Linked DNA regions of Mus musculus: regions 1 and 3 are each linked to region 2. A link is a contact called in public HiChIP or PLAC-seq data. All regions are on one chromosome and are shown on one strand. Each heading gives the region's core, a stretch centred on a gene start, on an enhancer-like site or on the middle of the called end of the contact. The rest is flanking DNA. Distances are from core to core; before and after follow the strand shown. Region 1 has its middle 24 kb from the start of A830035A12Rik. Region 2 holds the start of Nol11 (nucleolar protein 11). Region 3 holds the start of Helz (helicase with zinc finger domain).

Region 1 (3,688 bases), core at 502-3,001, 320 kb before region 2:
CGCACTCGGGAGGCAGAAGCAGGCAGATTTCCGAGTTCGAGGTCAGCCTGGTCTACAAAGTGAGTTCCAGCAGGACAGCCAGGGCTACACAGAGAAACCCTGTCTCGAAAAACCAAAAAAAAAAAAAAAAAAGAAAAAAAAAGAAAAGAAAAAAAGAGCACTGTCTGTTCTTCCAGAAATTGATAACCAGCAATCACATGGTGGCTCACAGCCATCTATACTGGGATCTGGTGCCCTCTGCTGGTGCACAGGTGTACATGCCGCGAGACCACTCATGCTAAAATAAAATAAATCTTTTTTTGGTCTTGTGAGATGGCTTTGCAGCCAAGTCAAAAACCTTAGTTCCTGGAACCTTTATGACTGAGGGAGAGAGCAGGTTCCCAAATGCTGTCCTCTGGCTTACACACACACACTGAGGTGAAAACACACAATCAATCCATCAATCAATCAATGTTTTAAAATTTTTCCCTTTTTTTTTGGGGGGGGGGAAGAGTACTGTGAATTCAGGGTCTTGTATAGGCTACGCATGCACTCCACCACTATGCTTCCCTACCACTTTTCTTTTTTGGGGGGAGTTCGAGACAGGGTTTCTCTGTATAGCCCTGGCTGTCCTGGAACTCACTTTGTAGACCAGGCTGGACTTGAACTCAGAAATCCTCCTGCCTCTGCCTCTGGAGTGCTGGGATTAAAGGCGGGTGCCACCATGCCCGGCTGCCTCCCACTTTTTAAAAGGCACAGACTGATCAAGAATGGAAGGAAATGTATAATATTATCAGTATTTGGGAAAACAGGACTTAAAAAAAAAAAACCAACTCATCTCTTGTGTCTGTATTTTTTAATTTCCCCAGTGCCAGGGACTGTTCACTGATCGCCATAAACACCTTCTGTAATAGCAGACATCACCCCACCCTGCATCGGTCCTGCCTGGGGAAAGGTGGGGGCCGTGGGGGAGAAATAAAAACCGATGAAGAACGTGATTCCGAAATATCTGTTGGTTTCAACCTGCAGGCTGTGGGTCGGAGAAGCTTCTGGAAGGTCCACCCACTGTGTCTCTCTGCCTCAGAGTTTCCTCAAAGCTACTTTGATTCCCCTCTCACCTTGCCTGTTTAGCAAGAAACGCAGTAGCAGATGTTATTTTCCCAAGAAAAGTTCAAAGCACAAAGAGCCAGCCTCTGGCTTCTGCTCCCTGCCCTCCATCCCCTCACCTGATGAAAGCCTTTGATATGCGTTTGTCACAAGGACCTCTGGGTCTCAACCCCCTAGGGCCTGGGCGGGGCTCTGCTCGGAGTTGCTTAAGCCTCCCTGCTGGCTCCTTTGCCACGCTGGGACCACGTGCCTAACACCAGCCTTGCAGCAAATAATGACATAGACGACAGACAGAGGCAGTCCTTCAGGAACCTTTGGCTTCTCCTCTAGAGGAAAAACTGAGCTCATCTTGAGAAAGGGATGAGCTCGGGGCGATACAGCAGAGTCTGGATTCCGCAGCAATCTGCTCACTGGCCTGAGAGAAAAATTACAGGATTTCTGTAGGCTTAGGTCTCTCAAAGTTTGGCACTTTTCTCACATAAATGCCACAAGAAACTCCCCATGCCTGGGTGGGTTTCCTCGTGAGCTCTCCCGGGGGCTTGGGAGGGCCAGCCTGAGCCCGGGGGCGGAGCAAGCATTGTGTTCTGGCCACTTCAAGGAGGAGATCTAGGGAAGTCTGAAGCTGACGGAGGGAAGGTCGGAATTGGCCACCACTAAAGAGCCACCGCTTCAGAAGGGAACTTGGGAGTTAGCTGAGTGAAGAGATGGTATCTCTGACCAACAAGGAGAATGTTGCCCTACTGCTGTGACATTTTGAGGTGGAACAACAGCAAAAGGGGAACAGGGAAGGACAGGGAGGATCCTGGCTCCCCACTGCCTTAGAGTTAGAGCCTTGAGTGACTGAGTGAAGTAGTGTCTCATGTAGCCCAGGCTGGCTCCGAATTCCCCTATGTAACCAAGGATAACTTTTAACTTTTTATTTTTTTAAGATTTATTTGGTTTTATTTATGTGTGTGCTTGTGCTGGTACGTGCACGTGAGTGCTGGTACCCCTGGAAGCCAGAGGCATTGATTGGGTCTCCTCTGCAAGAGCAGAGTATGCAATGCTCTTCACTGTTTGGTTTCAGGCAAGGGACTGAGGTGTATACTTTACATATCAAAGCCGACCTGGTCTCCAGGTCCTCCCAGCAGTCCTCAATCCCACCTGGTATACCCTGCCCCCAATCCTGAATTTGCAGCCCAAGGCTGGGCTGCCCTTCCCCCAGAGGCTCCTCTCTATATAATTCAGATATTTTATGCTCCAGAGCGCTCGCGCGCGCTCTCTCTCTCTCTCTCTCTCTCTCTCTCTCTCTCTCTCTCTCTCTCTCTCTCACTGGGCGGGCACACACACATATAGTCAAGCTCGCAAACACACATGTCCCATAGTAACTCCCCTGGCCTCAATCCCTGGGGCCAGTAAATTTGCCCTAGAGCAGTTTCCCAGACCCAGCTGGCTCCATCCTGATCAAGCAGAGGAAGTAGGCTCCACTAGAGGGAGCAGGTGGTTACTTCCCGTAGTTCCCTCCCCCATACTGCACCCAAAAGAGCCCCTAATCCAGCTCACTCACAGGAGGTCACTGATACAGGAAGCTTGGTGGGACTCATACCACCCACCCCTCACATCACTTGCACTAAACAGATGCTCCATCCCTACCCTGACATCCTTTTGCTTCCTGGAGTGTACCACCCTGACCTCCTTCCCCTCCCCCATCATCTGATGGACAATTTAAAAACTATGCTTTCAGTTGCTTTTAGCAGTGGAGAGAACAGAGCCCATGATGTGTAACAGTTTCCTTTGGAATTGAAACATTTCATCTTGCCTGGGAGCTCTTTTAAATAGACAGGTAAACAACTCAAAAAAATAGTTTCAGGAAGTCCCTGAAACTGACCAGATTCACTAGTCCCTCCCTGCCAGGGTAAGCCGTGATAGTTGAGTCACACTCAGCCTGAGCAAAGCTGTAAAGAAGATTAGTGTGCTCAGGCCAGCTGCCTGGAAGAAGTCTGGACCTGCCGCAGTTGGAAAGGACACTCACCAGTGGAACTGCCTATAGGTTGTGCTGTGCAGTGTGCTCCTGGTGCCCAGCTTTTGTGAGCTGTAAGCATGCTGGAGTGAGCTTTCCTCATGCATTTGTCCAAGTCACTTTTGGTCCTGTGTATAATCCCAATAAAACGTATTGGTTCACCAAGCTGGACTTCAGTGGTATCTGTACTGTGGTCTGTTGTGGGCTCCCTATCTGGAGTAGATATGTGTGTTATATCACCTTAGGAAACATTTTTTGCAGTCCTAACCCCAGAACCTCAGCACCTCACATTATTTGAGGTAAGGCTTTTAAGGAGGTTATTCAGGCTTGGGAATGGTGCCGGTGCACCCTTGTAATCTTTGCACCAAAAAGGCAGAGGCAGGAAGATTGCTTCAGCTCCAAGTACAGAACTGACATGGTCTACATAGCAAGACCTAATGGAAAAACAAAACAAAAGCCCCAAAACATAAGAAAACAAAAACAAAACAAGGAGCAAAACAAATCCAGGCTAAGGTTGGAACCTTGCTTGAATAAGGCTTGACCCTGGGTTAGATCCCCAGTACAGTGTGATAGGTGATGTGTTTATAAAAAGATAGAGGGGAA
Region 2 (3,400 bases), core at 882-3,381:
CTTAATTTTTGTTGTGCCAAGTGCTAGGGCTGTAATCTCCTTCTGCATCCTGTCAGCATTGCCTGAATACAGGGTGGTACCACCACATGTCATGAGGGAGTTGAAGGGAGTCTTATGGATGCCACAGGACTCCATGTCCAGGAAGGAAGGTTGAAAGAGTCCCGTCTGGACACCATAATCACTCATTGTTAACAGTGATTACCTGCCCATCAGGCAACTCATAGCTCTTCTCCAAGGAAGGGGAGGATGCAACAGTAGTCATTTCTTGCTCAAAATCCAGGGCAACATGGCAGAGCCCCTCCTTAATGTCACCTACAACTTCTGTCTCAGCTGTGGTAGTAAAGCTGTAGCCTGGCTCAGTCAGGATCTTATGAGGTATCATGAGGTCGTCTATCAGGTCCTGACCAACCAGGTCCAGACACAAGATAGTGCTGGTGGTGGATACAGATACAAATAAACAAGGGCCTAGTGATACATATTACCAGGTAAGTTCCAGGCCAGCCTAGAGTACAGAATACCCCATTTCAAACAAAACAAAACAAAACAGAAACAATGTGTGTATGTATGTATATATGTGTATAGACATATGCATACATTGTGCAACAGTTTGCTCAAACTGCAGTAGTGCCTCTGAATGCTTCCTAGGAGGGAAGAAGGAGGTGCAAGATCTAGGAGACTCAGGAAGTAAACAAAATTTTCAAGTCTAAGTAAGCTGCAACCTGTAAAATTCACAAGCCCCACCTCCAAATTATACAAGCAGTAAACTGTCCTGGCCTTAGCTGTCTGTCAGAGAGTGGGGGAATCTTCAGAAATGAAACTTGTGTGATTCTTCACCCATACTGAGGTTAATGGAAGCATGGCTAACGTGAGCACAGAGCACTGTTGATTTCATTCTGTGAATGCATCTCCCAGGAGCCAAGGCTGGCTGCCAACCTGTCGATCAGTCTGCCTCAGCCTGCCAAGGGCTGGGCAAGTCCTGCTAAGTTTCTTTTTTTGTTTGTTCTTAAAGACAGTCTTAGGGCTGGAGAGATGGCTCAGAGGTTAAGAGCACTGGCTGCTGTTCCAGAGGTCCTGAGTTCAATTCCCAGCATCCACATGGTGGCTCACAACCATCTGTAATGGGATTTGATTCACTCTCTTCTAGTGTGTCTCTGAAGACAGCTGTAGTGGACTCATATAAATAAAACAAGCCTGGCATGGTGGTGCACTTGAGAGGCAGAGGCAGGCAGATTTCTGATTTCAAGGCCAGCCTTGTCTACAGAGTGAGTTCCAGGACAGCCAGGGCTATACAGAGAAACCCTGTTTCATAAAACCAAAAAAAAAAAAAAAAAAGATAAAACAAAAAACCTTTAAAGACAGTCAGTCTTGGGGCTGGCGAGATGACTCAGTGCTAAGAGCACTGACTGCTCTATCAAAGGTCCTGCGTTCGAATCCCAGCAACCACATGGTGGTTCACAACCATCGTAATGAGACCTGACACCTTCTTCAGGCACATCTGAAGACAATTACAGTGTACTTATGTATAATAATAAATAAAAACTTAAAAAAAAAAAGATAGTCAGTCTTTCTGTGTAGCTAAGGCTGGCCTAGAATTCTATGTAGACCAAATTGATCTCGAATTTACTGAGATCCCCCTGCCTCAGTCTCCAGAGTGCTGGGATCAAAGGCATGTGCCGCCACGCCCAGCTAGATTTCGGGTTTTTGTTTTGTTTTGTTGTTTTTTTAATCAAAAGAGTTGTACATTCTGATAATCTGGAAAAGATTTCTCTACCAGCACCAAAAACGATAGTTAAAATAAATGCCCACGAACTAGCCGTCTCTGGAGGGTTAGGGTAAGCGAGATTAGGCATTTTGAAACAGAACCTTAACTGCCATCTGCAGGTTAATATTTTTCCCTTCTGGCATATTGTGGTAGGACTTTTTAGAGTTCACTAGCATATTTTTAAAATATGTTTTTTTTTATATCAGGCCGTTTTTAAACTTATCTCTCACCTTCCAAGAGGTGAAACAAGAGGGCAAGGGAGCCGACTCAGCGATTTCTGTCTCTACTAGCCGGGAGGCGTGGCCTCGAGGGTCTTGAGCGTTCGCACGTGGTCTAGACTCCACCCACTGGGCGGTGTTCGCCTCCTCCTCTTCCGCCCGCCAGGGGTCGCAGTTCTGCTCGAGCTGATTTTCCTCCTTGGTGTCGGTCGCTCTCGCGAGAGGAAGCACAAAGGCTGCCGGGAAGCATGCCCGGGCTGTAGGCCAACCCAAAATGGCAACCCTGGAAGAAGAATTCACGTTGTCTACTGGAGTCTTAGGCGCCGGGCCTGAGGGATTCCTAGGTGTAGAGCAGACTGACAAAGCCGACCAGTTCCTAGTGACGGACAGCGGCAGGACCGTCGTCCTTTACAAGGTGAGGACGGTGGGGCTGGCCGGCAGGTGTCTCGCCTCTGTCCGAAGCCGGGGGCGGGAGGCTTGAGTTTCTCACACTTGGGAAGGAAAGCCGGGAGCGGGCGTGACAGAGACCCGGGGTGCGACAGAGTCGGCGGGACGCCGCATGAGGTTCAGAAGTTGTTTGTCAGTAGTGAGGACCGGCGTATTTCCGAGTGACGTGCGGCGGTGTCTGGGTGCACATGGGATGAGCTGGGGACCTGTGCCTCCCCTTTCCCCGGGGACAGAGCCTGGCCGAGGGGACCACGTCTGTCACCCAGCAGCTTGCATGACACTGACAGGTTGAAAATGTGTGTTCTCCAGGACATCCTCCGCTCCTTGGGGTCCCGGGGGCGGGGTGAGTCGGATGGTGGGAAGAGGCAGGGATTTCTTGGTGTCCTAGAAAGATTGGACAGTTCTGCATCACACTGTGAAAGTCGCAGTCTCACCCGCTTTGCAGCCTGATTCCCGGCTCAACAAGCATACGTAGAGCCTTGTTATAGCAATCATCTACAAAGCACGTTTTTTAAGCTGGAGTTTTGAAGTTTGTTGTTGTTGTCGTCATTTTGGTTAGTATTTTGGGTTTTCGAAACAGGGTTTCTCTGTGTAGCCCTGGCTGTCCTGACTCTGTAAACCGAACTCATAGAGATGCATTGGAATTAAAGGCGTGTGCCACCACCACCAATGCCCCTGAACAGTTTCTTGTGTCATTAAAAAAGTTATCCATCTGCAAGGGCTGGAGAGAGTATTGGCTGCTCTTCCGGAGGACTGGGGTTCAATTCCCAGCACCCACATTGCAGCTCACAACTGTAACAACGGGATCTAACACCCTCACACAGACATACAAGCAAACAAAACACCAGTGTACGTAAAAACAACAGGAACAACCGAAAAACTAAGTTATTCAGGAAAAAAAAAGTTACCCAAGTGTTTTATTGTTTTGGGGACAGGTTGCCAACAATCCCCTATACTGTTGGTTTAAACTTCC
Region 3 (3,743 bases), core at 313-2,812, 360 kb before region 2:
GACTGATCTATTTGGAAAGTAGCTTTCCCTGACCCTTGAGTTGGATACAAGAAAGAGGGGAAACAGGGTGTAGTTTTTGAACTTCAGTCTCACCTTGCACATCTCACCGGCTCTGTAGTTCATTAGTGATCAATTACTTCATCCAGTTCCTGGAGCAAACAGAAAAAGAAGATGGTATGCAACACCAGTTGGAGCTGTTACCAGTTACAAGCATTTTATAGTCCTTTAGTAAAAGAATATGGATACACTTCAAGTGGAAAAAGTTATTTAAAAAAAAAAAAAAAAAAGATACAGGATGAAGCTTTGGAGGGGAAAAAAATTTGCTTCTTTTACCTAAAATTGAAAATATTTTCTTTCAGCAACAGATTAGAAAATAGTCTTCAACCTTAAACATAATAAACTCATCTATTCTACACTGATTAGTCTTACTTTCAAAAATAAAAGAAGGGAGAAAAAAATCAAGGAGGGGGGGAAAAAAGCTATTCATATGAGTGAAGAGAGCAAAATCAAGAACAAACTAGGCCAGATAACGTCTCCCTCTTCCCCCGGCTGCTCCCGGCATCCACTATCTCTGAAGTTACACTTCTGATTATCCTAATGGCTTGTCTAAAAAGTGTAACTTTGCAAGGGAGAAAGGATGCCAATTTCGGAGCTCAACAAAAAAAAAAAAAAAAAAAAAAAAAAACAAGGTTCCCAACCCAAAAGGAATCTGAAGGCTCTGGCTTCCAGCCCTGTCTGTGAGGACCCTCAGCAAAGGCCAGGGGGCAGAAGACTCAACTCATTTTGGGGAGAGAAATCACAGTTCCTACTTAGGACTATGTGTCCGAGCCCTTGAGGGTAAAGAGAGAGAAGGAAAGAAAGGGGCCTTTGGAGACACCTCCAGGAAGAGACTGTGCATTTGTTTTTGTAGATGTGCTCACGGGCCACGCATGTCCCAGGAGGGGGGCGGGGAGAGGGGGACCACAGTGAATCTTGAGCAGAGCCCTCTGCTGGGGAGGGGCGCCCCCTGACCCACTTTCGTGCTGTCCCCTGCCCTGGGGTCGCCGCCCCACCCTGGGTGGAAATGCTAACCCGGAGGGCTGCACCGCGCGCGGCGTGGGAGGCCGCCCGCTCCCCACCCTAAGCCGCGACCCTGGGGCGCGGGGCGTGCGGGGACCCCAGGGTCGGCCCGTGCCGGAGCAGCCTCGCGCGGGCTCCCGGGTCCCCCCGAACCTCGGGCGTGTGCAAGGACCCTCGGGCCACCGCCTGGGTCCCTGGCACCTCAGCCCCCCAGCGGAGGGAAAAGGAGATTGAGGAGGGGAAGAAACAGTAAACAGCTCCAGCGTCCGGGCCTCGCCTCTGAGAGAGCCCCGCTCCCCAGGCCCTGCCGGCGGCCGGCGGGATCCCCCGCTGTCCCCGGGGCCGCGCTGTCCCGGACCCGGAGCACCCGAGGAGAGTCCGGGCCTCTCCCCGGATGGCTCTGGAGGCTCCTGAAGCGACCCGGGCAGCGGAGAACGGGGAAGTCAGGACTTACCTGTCATTACTTTCTACGCCATCTTGGATCCACTTGTCAACGTCCCCACAAAGCATTATGGGTAAGAAAGAGCCTTTAAAGTGACTCCCCCCCCCCCTCGGCCCCCGACTCCCGCCTCCCGCCGCCGGCGCCGCCCCCTCCGGCTGCACCTCCCTCCGGAAAGTTGGCCCCAGAGGCCCGCCCGGCCCCCTTCAGCGCCTGCGAGACTTCTCAAGGAACACCCCTACTCACACACCCAGTTTTCCAACTGTGCCTTTGGGGTGCTCTCTCTTCCCCCCACCCCCGTCCCTATCTCCCCCATTCCTTACGCGAGCTGCTGTCTGCCCCGCCGCGATCCTGCCCTAGTAGCCAGATACCCTACTCCTGCATTCAATCAACACGGCGTGTCCCGGACGCGGGTGGTGTGTGAGCCGGCTAGCGGATGCATAGATGTATGCAGGGATGCATGAGCGCATGAATGCGCACGCCTGCGAGCGGTTCCCCCAGCTCCAGGTCCTTGCTACCGCTCGCGCTTCCCGCCCCGGGGCATCCGCCAGGCATGTCGCACTCGCGCGCGGGGACAGTGTCGGTATCCTAAGAAGCCACTCTGGGGCCCTAGGATCCCAGGAACTCGGTGAAACGCCGAGTCAATCCGCCCGCAAAGCTGCAATTGGGATCTGGGAAGGTTAAGCTAAATGCAACTTTTACCCCAGTTTACTCGCGCGGTCCCCTCCTCTTGGCCGGTAATGTGATCTGCGACCCTCTAGGTCGGAGGACCCCCTCCCCTAGGAATGTGGCTTTAGAATTCAGCCGGGTTAGAGTCCAAATTGTGGACTGTGACTTCCCCATGCAGGTAACTCAAGAGAACCCGGCTGCAGAGTCCGGGTGGGGCGTGGATGCGCGCCTGGGCCGGGAGGGGGTCCCCCGGGTGGGTTGGGGGGTAGTGCCTACCGCGTTTCAACTGTCCTGTTCCCACAAGGCGGCGACCCCAGGCGGCGGGACAAGGTAGAGGGCGGGCGCCACGCTGGCTCTGGGCAGAGAGAGGAGGGGGATGTCCAGAGTGGCTTGGAGGCGACCAGGACGCAGGAAGTAGGAGGCGACCGTGCGCCGGCAACAGACCTTTGCGAGCATCCCGCGGGCATCTGCTTTCTGGTTGCAAGACAAGCCCAGCGCTTTCCCCGCCCCTCCCGCGTTGCTTCAGGCGAGCAACACCTAGCTCAGGTGACCACCCCTTTTGCTCCATGAAGTACCAGCTCCTTGCAGCCCTAGTCCTGCCAGAAATGTAGGTCTGTTCATTAACTCCCCACCCCCACCCTATACATTCTCTTCCTCCAGTGTCAGCACTGCTGAGTTTGAGGACCTCTAGATGCTCGCCTCCCCGGAGCAAGATTTGTGTCCAAAAGAAAATGCTCCGAGACTTCCGGGTAGATCCTGTTGTTTAGCTTTAGCGAGGGTTTAATCCCCAGTAATAAATAAATCTCCAATATACCAAAGCTTGCTGTTAAATGGTTCTGTAAATTCAAAGATCCTGAGGCAACAGGCACTATCGCGCAAACACACTCTTTTCGGTGCAAAGGGTCTTAGATCTACCTTTTTTAGTCACCTCTGGATCCCACCAGAGCAGTCTTTAGCTACCTGGGTGATTGCTGACAACCTCTGCCCGCAGGGAGCCAAAAGCTCCACCATTCTATTGTCTCAGCCTGAAGAGAAGGGTGAGGTGCGGACTCATTAAGGGATTGGCCCCGGGGTCACTCTTGAGGGAGGGAGCAGGTGAGTCATTCCAACGGACTAGGAAGAGGTTTTCCAGGGAGGAACCTCCCCTGAGTCACCGCTTTTCAGAGCTTCTGAGAAGCTTCAGTTGAGTTGGAGACAAGAGCTCTGGGCACCTCTAGGGTGGTCAGGGTGTCCACTACCTGTCCCTTGGCTCTCCCTGCTAAGGAAGGCGCCCACGTCTTGTTTCCAGGGTACCCTAGCTGCTCCTCCTCCAGTTCCTGCATTTCTTTAGCCACTAGGATGCACTAATGTGATGATTGGCAACTTCAAGTGGGCGATCTGAGCTTCCTTGTAAGTAAGTAATCAACCGAAGCACACGGGCTATGCCTGCCAAGCTGCCTCTTTGCTAGGTAGCCTTTCTTTGCTTTAGAAAAGCTTTGGCCCAAAGACAGGTTCCATTTATGTCACTGCCTCTGGTGTGTGTTCTGGCAGGTTCTTGTCCCAGATGCCACCTGTTACCTGTGCTGAAAGAACCTCC

What was found. HiChIP or PLAC-seq counts read pairs in DNA pulled down with a chosen protein or histone mark.
Region 1: a contact with region 2 is called in an H3K4me3 HiChIP or PLAC-seq map of bone marrow-derived macrophages, with 5 times the contacts expected there. The contact joins the enhancer-like site here to the promoter of Nol11 in region 2. A contact is called at or near these places in 15 of 39 promoter capture datasets (the C10 cell line, cranial neural crest, embryonic stem cells and 8 more), 10 of 484 Hi-C or Micro-C datasets (bone marrow-derived macrophages, embryonic stem cells and stem cell-derived epiblast-like cells), 9 of 115 datasets of contacts at active chromatin or transcription factors (the 230-238 cell line, bone marrow-derived macrophages, embryonic basal ganglia and 4 more) and 4 of 9 other capture datasets (adipose tissue, embryonic stem cells, liver and 1 more).
Region 3: an H3K27ac HiChIP or PLAC-seq map of extraembryonic endoderm stem cells shows a contact between it and region 2, with 4 times the contacts expected there. The contact joins the promoter of Helz here to the promoter of Nol11 in region 2. A contact is called at or near these places in 12 of 39 promoter capture datasets (the 3T3-L1 cell line, the C10 cell line, the HPC-7 cell line and 7 more), 2 of 484 Hi-C or Micro-C datasets (embryonic stem cells and stem cell-derived neural progenitor cells), 11 of 115 datasets of contacts at active chromatin or transcription factors (the 230-238 cell line, acute myeloid leukemia, bone marrow-derived macrophages and 5 more) and 3 of 9 other capture datasets (adipose tissue, liver and macrophages).

The regions. Positions count from the first base shown.
Region 1 is chr11:107,508,689-107,512,376 of GRCm38.p6, reverse strand. No RefSeq gene overlaps it. Among named protein-coding and RNA genes, the nearest start is that of A830035A12Rik, 24 kb to the left of the region's middle. Within about 2 kb of position 1,751, at least 97 of the 459 cell types and tissues checked have an H3K27ac peak or open chromatin away from gene starts, as enhancers often do. A contact at or near this core is called in adipose tissue, bone marrow-derived macrophages, embryonic stem cells and 1 more, where this site is marked.
Region 2 is chr11:107,188,112-107,191,511 of GRCm38.p6, reverse strand. It overlaps Nol11 (nucleolar protein 11), which reads left to right and starts at 2,131. Exons shown (of 18, transcript NM_133702.3): 1 at 2,131-2,395. The coding sequence starts at 2,255. Gm39425 (a long non-coding RNA gene) reads right to left here and starts at 2,185. Exons shown (of 3, transcript XR_880257.3): 1 at 1,993-2,185. It also overlaps the pseudogene Gm11718.
Region 3 is chr11:107,545,752-107,549,494 of GRCm38.p6, reverse strand. It overlaps Helz (helicase with zinc finger domain), which reads right to left and starts at 1,562. Exons shown (of 33, transcript NM_001368755.1): 1 at 1,514-1,562; 2 at 94-149. It overlaps Gm39426 (a long non-coding RNA gene), which reads left to right and starts at 1,501. Exons shown (of 3, transcript XR_003949607.1): 1 at 1,501-1,574; 2 at 2,472-2,713; 3 at 2,828-3,743.